Linked DNA regions of Zea mays: region 1 is linked to region 2. A link is a contact called in public Hi-C data. All regions are on one chromosome and are shown on one strand. Each heading gives the region's core, a stretch centred on a gene start, on an enhancer-like site or on the middle of the called end of the contact. The rest is flanking DNA. Distances are from core to core; before and after follow the strand shown. Region 1 holds the start of LOC100383749 (C2 and GRAM domain-containing protein). Region 2 holds the start of LOC103641426 (cleavage and polyadenylation specificity factor subunit 6).

The links. A called contact is a pair of places that touch in the nucleus more often than the background predicts.
Region 1: a contact with region 2 is called in a Hi-C map of endosperm, with 2.8 times the contacts expected there. The contact joins the promoter of LOC100383749 here to the promoter of LOC103641426 in region 2. A contact is called at or near these places in 8 of 25 Hi-C or Micro-C datasets (bundle sheath, ear, endosperm and 3 more) and 1 of 3 datasets of contacts at active chromatin or transcription factors (leaf).

The regions. Positions count from the first base shown.
Region 1 is chr1:187,378,657-187,381,873 of Zm-B73-REFERENCE-NAM-5.0, forward strand. It overlaps LOC100383749 (C2 and GRAM domain-containing protein), which reads left to right and starts at 1,675. Exons shown (of 9, transcript NM_001355451.1): 1 at 1,675-2,666. The coding sequence starts at 2,318.
Region 2 is chr1:186,985,663-186,988,826 of Zm-B73-REFERENCE-NAM-5.0, forward strand. It overlaps LOC103641426 (cleavage and polyadenylation specificity factor subunit 6), which reads right to left and starts at 1,672. Exons shown (of 2, transcript XM_008664777.3): 1 at 1-1,672. The coding sequence starts at 1,582.

The sequences.
Region 1 (3,217 bases), core at 425-2,924, 390 kb after region 2:
TAGGTTATCCCTAGAATATTCCCATAAAGCAGGGTTACAGACTGTAATTACAGGGATGCCTTTACAACTTAGGCCTGTAACACGCAGCGGTCACGCAGGGCCCGTTACAATGGGCCGGATCACCCGTGGGCCTCCGTGCTGGACGAGGCCGCACGGTGGGATGACCTCGTCGCAGGTCTTCGTCCGATGTCGTATGGGGCGAAGGGTGTCCCTGCCCGTTGTCTTGTCTCCGTTAGACCAACGACTACGGCGAAGGCCTCGAGCGAAGGGTGGCGTCTTCGCCTTCGCCCCAACAGCGGGCGGCGGCGTCCCGTGCACGCTTCTGTAGCCTGGCCCAATTGTAACCGTCGCTACCCACAACCCATAGCCCGCGAGAGTGGACATTGACCACGAGTCTGTTCGCTTGGCATTAATCCATATCAACTTCTACTATAGTGTTTTTGTCTCTATATATCGCAGCTGCAGCAGTTTAAACAGCCAGTAATTCGAAGCGAACAGCCACAACTATGTCTGTGCTATTAGAATTTGCTGTCTTGGCATGTCTGTATTTTTTATAGATGATTGTACGAATCTATAATAATCTAAATAATTGCCTTACATCGTAATGATTTGGATTATGGATTATAAAGTTGAGTAGGTTAAAATTAGCTGAGAAATTTAGAACGGATCAGGGTGTTTGAATGCACTATAGATAATAGTTAGTGGTTAAAATTAGCTAGAGACATTCAAACATCCTAGCTAATAGTTCAGCTATTAGATATTTTTAGTAAATTAGGTACTAGTTAGCCAACTATTTGTTAGCTAGTTAATTCTACTAGTATATTTTTAGCTAACGAACTATTAGCTCTAGTGCATTCAAACACCCCCTAATAGACCAGCTAAATCGTTAGTTATATCATTTAAATTGCTATTTAGTTATTAGTTGCAAGCTAACAACTTATTAGTTGATTAACAATTAGCTCTAAAGATTTAGAGGGACCTAAGATATATAGATTATAATAATTTATTCTCTTGGTCCTAGAATGTAGTCTCTCTTGCTAAATCCAACTCATATATCCTGATATCCATTCGCTCAGTCAAAATGTGGGAAAACTTTTATGCACCCTTGTTTGTCAAACGTTGAAGTAAAATGTTTGACAGTTTTTTTAATCTTATTGTCGAGCTTTCATTTCATTTTATCAGGGCAGCAAGGTAACTGGTTTTTGCCAGCTTTTGCTCTTAGCACCAGCAGCATAATAGCAAAAGTGCTGATTTTTTTTGGGTCGAGGCATATTGACAAAAGTAACCACATATCGTGAGACAAACTTTCCCTCTCGTGAACAGCAAACCAAAGATTCATCTGGAAGTTAATTGAATTTTACATCGAACCAAAAAAAATCACCTGTTAACGCTACTAAAAACGCCAAGAATTCACTTTTTTTTTCCTGAACGTTTGGCACTCGCAGTAATGGAGCAAAGCCAAACAGAGCCATAGCCGTCAGTTATGTGCCGTAAACCTGACGAGTTTCTCCAAAGGTCTTGCGGTTTCAAAAGGCAGGCGACGGCGACCCGAACCGCGGGGAAGGGCCGAGGAAACAAGATTCGCGAGGGGGAGAAAAGGAAAGGAGAGTAGGAGACAACACGAGGCGCCGAATCGAAACAGGGAAAGCCAAGGCCCCTCCCCCGCGTACGCGTCACTGTGCGGCGCCTCCCCCTTCCTCGCTCCGCTTTCTGCTCTGTTCGTGTGTGAGTCGTTGACGAAACCCCAAGTCCATGTGGGAGGTTTTGACTTGATCCAACCAAGAACGCGCATTTCAGCCGTAAAATACTCGTACCGGTTTCCAGGTCCGGTCGCGTCTTGCTCTCTTCCGTCCCTCATTTGCCTTCCCGTCCCTGCTATTCGCGTGTGGGCCTTTGCTTACCCATTCTTGCTTCCGCTGTCTTTGCTGCGTGTAAATCTGATCCAGTACTTGTGTGTCCGCGTCACTGGGGATTCTTTACTTTAAGTTGGATTTGGCAATGTCAATGGAAGGAGCGATATCTGATCTGAATTGGTGACATTTCTTGCTGCTGCTTTGGTCCTGGGGTGGGCGGATTGGAGAGCGACCACTGTCTTGCCGGTTGCTTTTGGGGTAGCTACTGTTCTTGTGAATTTCTGATGCGGAGTTTCGCTCAGGATAGGGAAAGGAGTGATCTATAGATTTCTAGGCTTCTGTAGGGAAAGAAGTGATCTTTGATAGATTTCTACGCTTCTGTTGGCGATTCCTCTTCATCTCAACTTGGGGATTTCTGCCGAGGAGACTTTCCTGACTGGTTTGGGTTCAGCTGAGGAGCAGAGATGAGGTTGTCTGTTCGTGTGATCGAGGCCCGCAACCTGCGGGCCATGGACTCCAACGGCTTCAGCGACCCGTACGTGAAGCTGCAGCTCGGGAAGCAGCGATTCAAGACCAAGGTGATCAAGATGAACCTCAACCCGACTTGGGATCAGGAGTTCAGCTTCCTTGTCGGTGATATCAAAGATGTGCTCAAGCTTGATGTCTATGACGAGGACATCCTCCAGATGGATGACTTCCTGGGCCATTTGAGGGTGCCATTAGAGGATGTGCTGTCTGCCGATGACTTGTCGCTTGGTACCCGGTGGTACCAGCTTCTTCCCAAAGGCAAAACCAACAAGACCGTCGACTGTGGTAATGATGGACATTCATCTAGTTTTGTTCTTCATTTTTTGTTTGTTATATGTTCAGATATGCATCCTTCTGTTGAAGGCTAAAATGAGCCTTGCGGACGGTCCGGCCCTGAGGCCGGACGGTCCGCGGTCCGGACGGTCCGCGGTGGCGGCGCGGACGGTCCGCGGTGGCGGCGCGGACGGTCCGCGCGCGCGCAGAGTCAGTTAGGGTTCCTAGTTTCTCGCGGGATTTGTTACCTAAAACCGCGGGATTAACTCGGGAAACAGTTGGAAACGGATCCAGACCTCCCCCTTTATATAGATGAAGGGCTACGGCCGATTGAACCCCCCAACAATCGAACAAATCAAGTCTATTTCTCGTTTTTACCTTACGCATTAGGAATAGTTATAGTCTAGTTCTAGGTTAGCCTCTCAATCCTCAAATCCTCCGCTTCTCTTCGACTCTACGTCGATTAGAAGAGTCTAGGTCGGCCTGCCGAGCCTAGACAACTCCTAGGATCTCTCCTCCCCGACGGGGTCCCTCCCGGGAGCGAGATCCAGGCGCCGCCGGCG
Region 2 (3,164 bases), core at 422-2,921:
GATCAGAAGCTGCATCATCCCCGTAACTGGACTGTTCCTCCCCACCCCAGGCTCCCATGTTGGGATCAGGCCACATTCCACCGGCACCCATCCCAGCCCGACCAAAGAAAGCTGGGTTAACATGTGGAGCGACAACCGGCGGAAATGGCTGCATCAGCCCAGGGAATGGCATAGCCCCTGGTCCACCAGGAAAACCGCCAAACCCACCACCCATCCTTCCCATAGCGCCATAACCAGCAGGATCAAAGCCCTGCCCCAGCATTCCACCCGGTGGCATCATTGGTGGCGGCGGTGCAACCATCCCCCCATTCCCCATTATCCCGCGGCCGCCGCCAGCTGGGCCCATCCTGTTCCTCATGTTACCAACAGGGCCTCTGTTCCCCATGCCTCCGCCACCTCTTCCCCAATTTCCACCACCTCCGCCTGCTCCACCACCGGCACCAGATCCAACAGCTCCTCCACGCCCACCACCATAATTACCGCCCACCTGTGGCCCTGCGGCACCACCGCCCCCTCTGCCACCCTTGGGCTGCATATTCGATGTCTGTGCAGCCATAGCCTGCTGGTTCTTCACCTGCGCCTCGCCCATGCGGCGAACGCTGTTGGGTGTGGCGAATGCCACAACACATGGACGTCCATTAAATGTGTGCCCGTTCATGGCCTCCTTGCAGGCAGCAGCTGCGCCAGGGTCATAGAAATCGACCTGGCAGTAGCCCTTGGACTTGCCGCTGGCCTTCTCGTCAAAGAACCTCACCTCCTTGACCGAACCATACTTGATAAGCTCAGATTCCAGATCCGCGTCCGTCGTCCACCAGTGGAGTTCCCCCACGAACAGCGTCGTGCCGCCAGGGCCGTCACCCCCGCCAGCAGCGCCACCATTCCCGACCACGATGGGGCCGCCGGCGAAGTTCCCTCCAGATCGGTGGAACCCGTCGCCTTGCTGAATCTGGTGGTGCTGAGCTGGCGGCGGCGCGGGCGCGGCTAGCGGCTGAGGCGGCGGATGGAGGTTGGTCTGACCTGGAGGTATGCCAGGAGCAGGGACGGCCACCCCCGGGATGCGTACCTGCTGCGGCGGCGGCGGGACATGCGGCGGCGGCGGTGGGAGGGTGTGGGCCGGCGGCTGCTGCTGTGGTGGCGGAGGGGGCTGCTGCTGTGGCGGAGGATGGAGCTGCTGCGGCGGTGGGGCCTGCTGAGTCGGAGGCCGCGGTGGTGGCGCCTGGTGGGAGGCGTGGAGGAAGCCGTCCCCGACGTTGACGTCGTTGTATAGGTCGTCGAAGTCGTCGTCGTCTCCGTAGTACTGGTCTACGTCCTGGACCGCGGAGATAGCCTCGTTGCGGTGGAACGCCGGGTCGCCGGCGGGGTCCATGGCGGCGGCGGGGCGATGTCTAGGGTTAGGGTTTTCGGGATCCGTGTGGGCGGAGGGAGTCGGGAGCGGAGGTGCAGCAGGTGGAGCTGGTGTTGAAGTTGACGCTGTTGGCGCGGGCGCTGAGGGGGTGGGGCCCTGGTGTCGGTGGCTTGTGCGGAGGAAGGTGTGAGAATGTTCCCTTGTTGACTGATAGTGGGCTTCTATCCAGTGGGTCATAACGTGTTGTGAGTCTTTCAAGCCCAGTAGAACTGCGCTTTTCCCTTTTTTGTTTTCTTTTTTTCTGACAACACAGTAGAACTACCCTTGTGAAGCTCAAACGTCATCGTCTTCTACCCTCAGAAATGGTAGATATGCATGTTCGCTCTGGTTTGCTGTAGCTTTAATTCGGGTGGAGCTATGACTTCTAAAGTATTTTATCTCTATCGATTGCAGCTGCAACAGTTCAAACAGCTACGACGGCTATGACTACAGGGCAGCCAAACAGATTATCATCTCTGGTTTGGGAGCTGCAGATAATCTCTAGTTTGGGAGTGCTGACAACTGGCATCCCATACTATTAAAACATCATCTTTTTCTAGCTTGAACTGGAGCATGAACATAAGAACAAACTCGAGGTGACACTCACTCGCACCGTCAATCACACAGTCAAGTCTAGTCAAGCTTGCAACCACTCTTGCATGCATAACTGCATACATACGTATAACCGTCGGATTTGAGAGAGAGGCAGATCCAACGGTTGCAAATAAACATGCCAAAAATACCCGCCCATTTTCGGCCTCCGTATGGCGCGCACCACCCCATCGGCTACCGCCCTCGTCGGCAGGCCGCAGGCGGACGAGAGGAGACCATGCACTCAACATGCCGCGACGCAGAGAGACAAACAGAGACCCCCCAAACATAGCCACCGACTCCACCGTGCTCCTCTCATCGTCGCTTATATATAGCTCCCGTGGCGACGCTAGCTACCTTCCATGTGTTGTGACACCGCCACACACTAGTCGGGGAAAACGATCGAACGAGCACAGGCACGCACGCACCATGGCCCGCGCTCTTGCCCTCTCCGCCTTCCTCCTCGTCGCCTCCGCCGCCGTGGCTTTCGCCGCGGAGGCCCCGGCAGCCTCGCCGAAGCATTCGGCCTCCACGCCGTCAAAGGCACCCAGCAGTTCGCCCGACAAGTCTGAGAAGGCCCCCACGGCGTCGCCTGAGAATGCTGCAGAGACACCGAAGGCAACCCCGGCCAAGGCCCCGGCGACGGCCTCCAAGTCAGAGGCGTCGCCTTCCGAGGCGCCCGACTCCGGGTCCAGCGCTGCGTCACCTACTAGCGAGAGCGCCGCGTCAGAGAAGGCCCTCGCCGGTGCCCCCAAGGACTCGTCGGCCAGCCCTTCCGCGTCCCCGTCCGAAGATGAAGCCGCCGCATCGCACGATAGCAGCAGCGGCGGTGGCAGTGCCGCCTCGGAAGAGCCGTCGACGGCCGAGGCCGGCGGCGAATCAGCCGATAGTCCACCCGAGCCAGCCCATGCTTTGGAGTCACCAGCAGAGTCTCCTGGCCCGGCCGCTGACCACGAGAGCGGCAGCCCGAGCATGGGCACCGGTATCGTCCTGGCCATGCTGGCCGCCGCTGCCACCGCGATGCTTCCTTTCTAGATGACCATGGTGGCTTTGAGCTAGCATCATAGTCACAGAGCAGCAATTCTTCTGGGAATCTATGTTCTCATGGTCATGCATGGGAATGGGAGTCGATATGACTACGCTTATTAGGAGTTTATGAATTTCTCCTCAAGATATCTAGGCCTTTGTT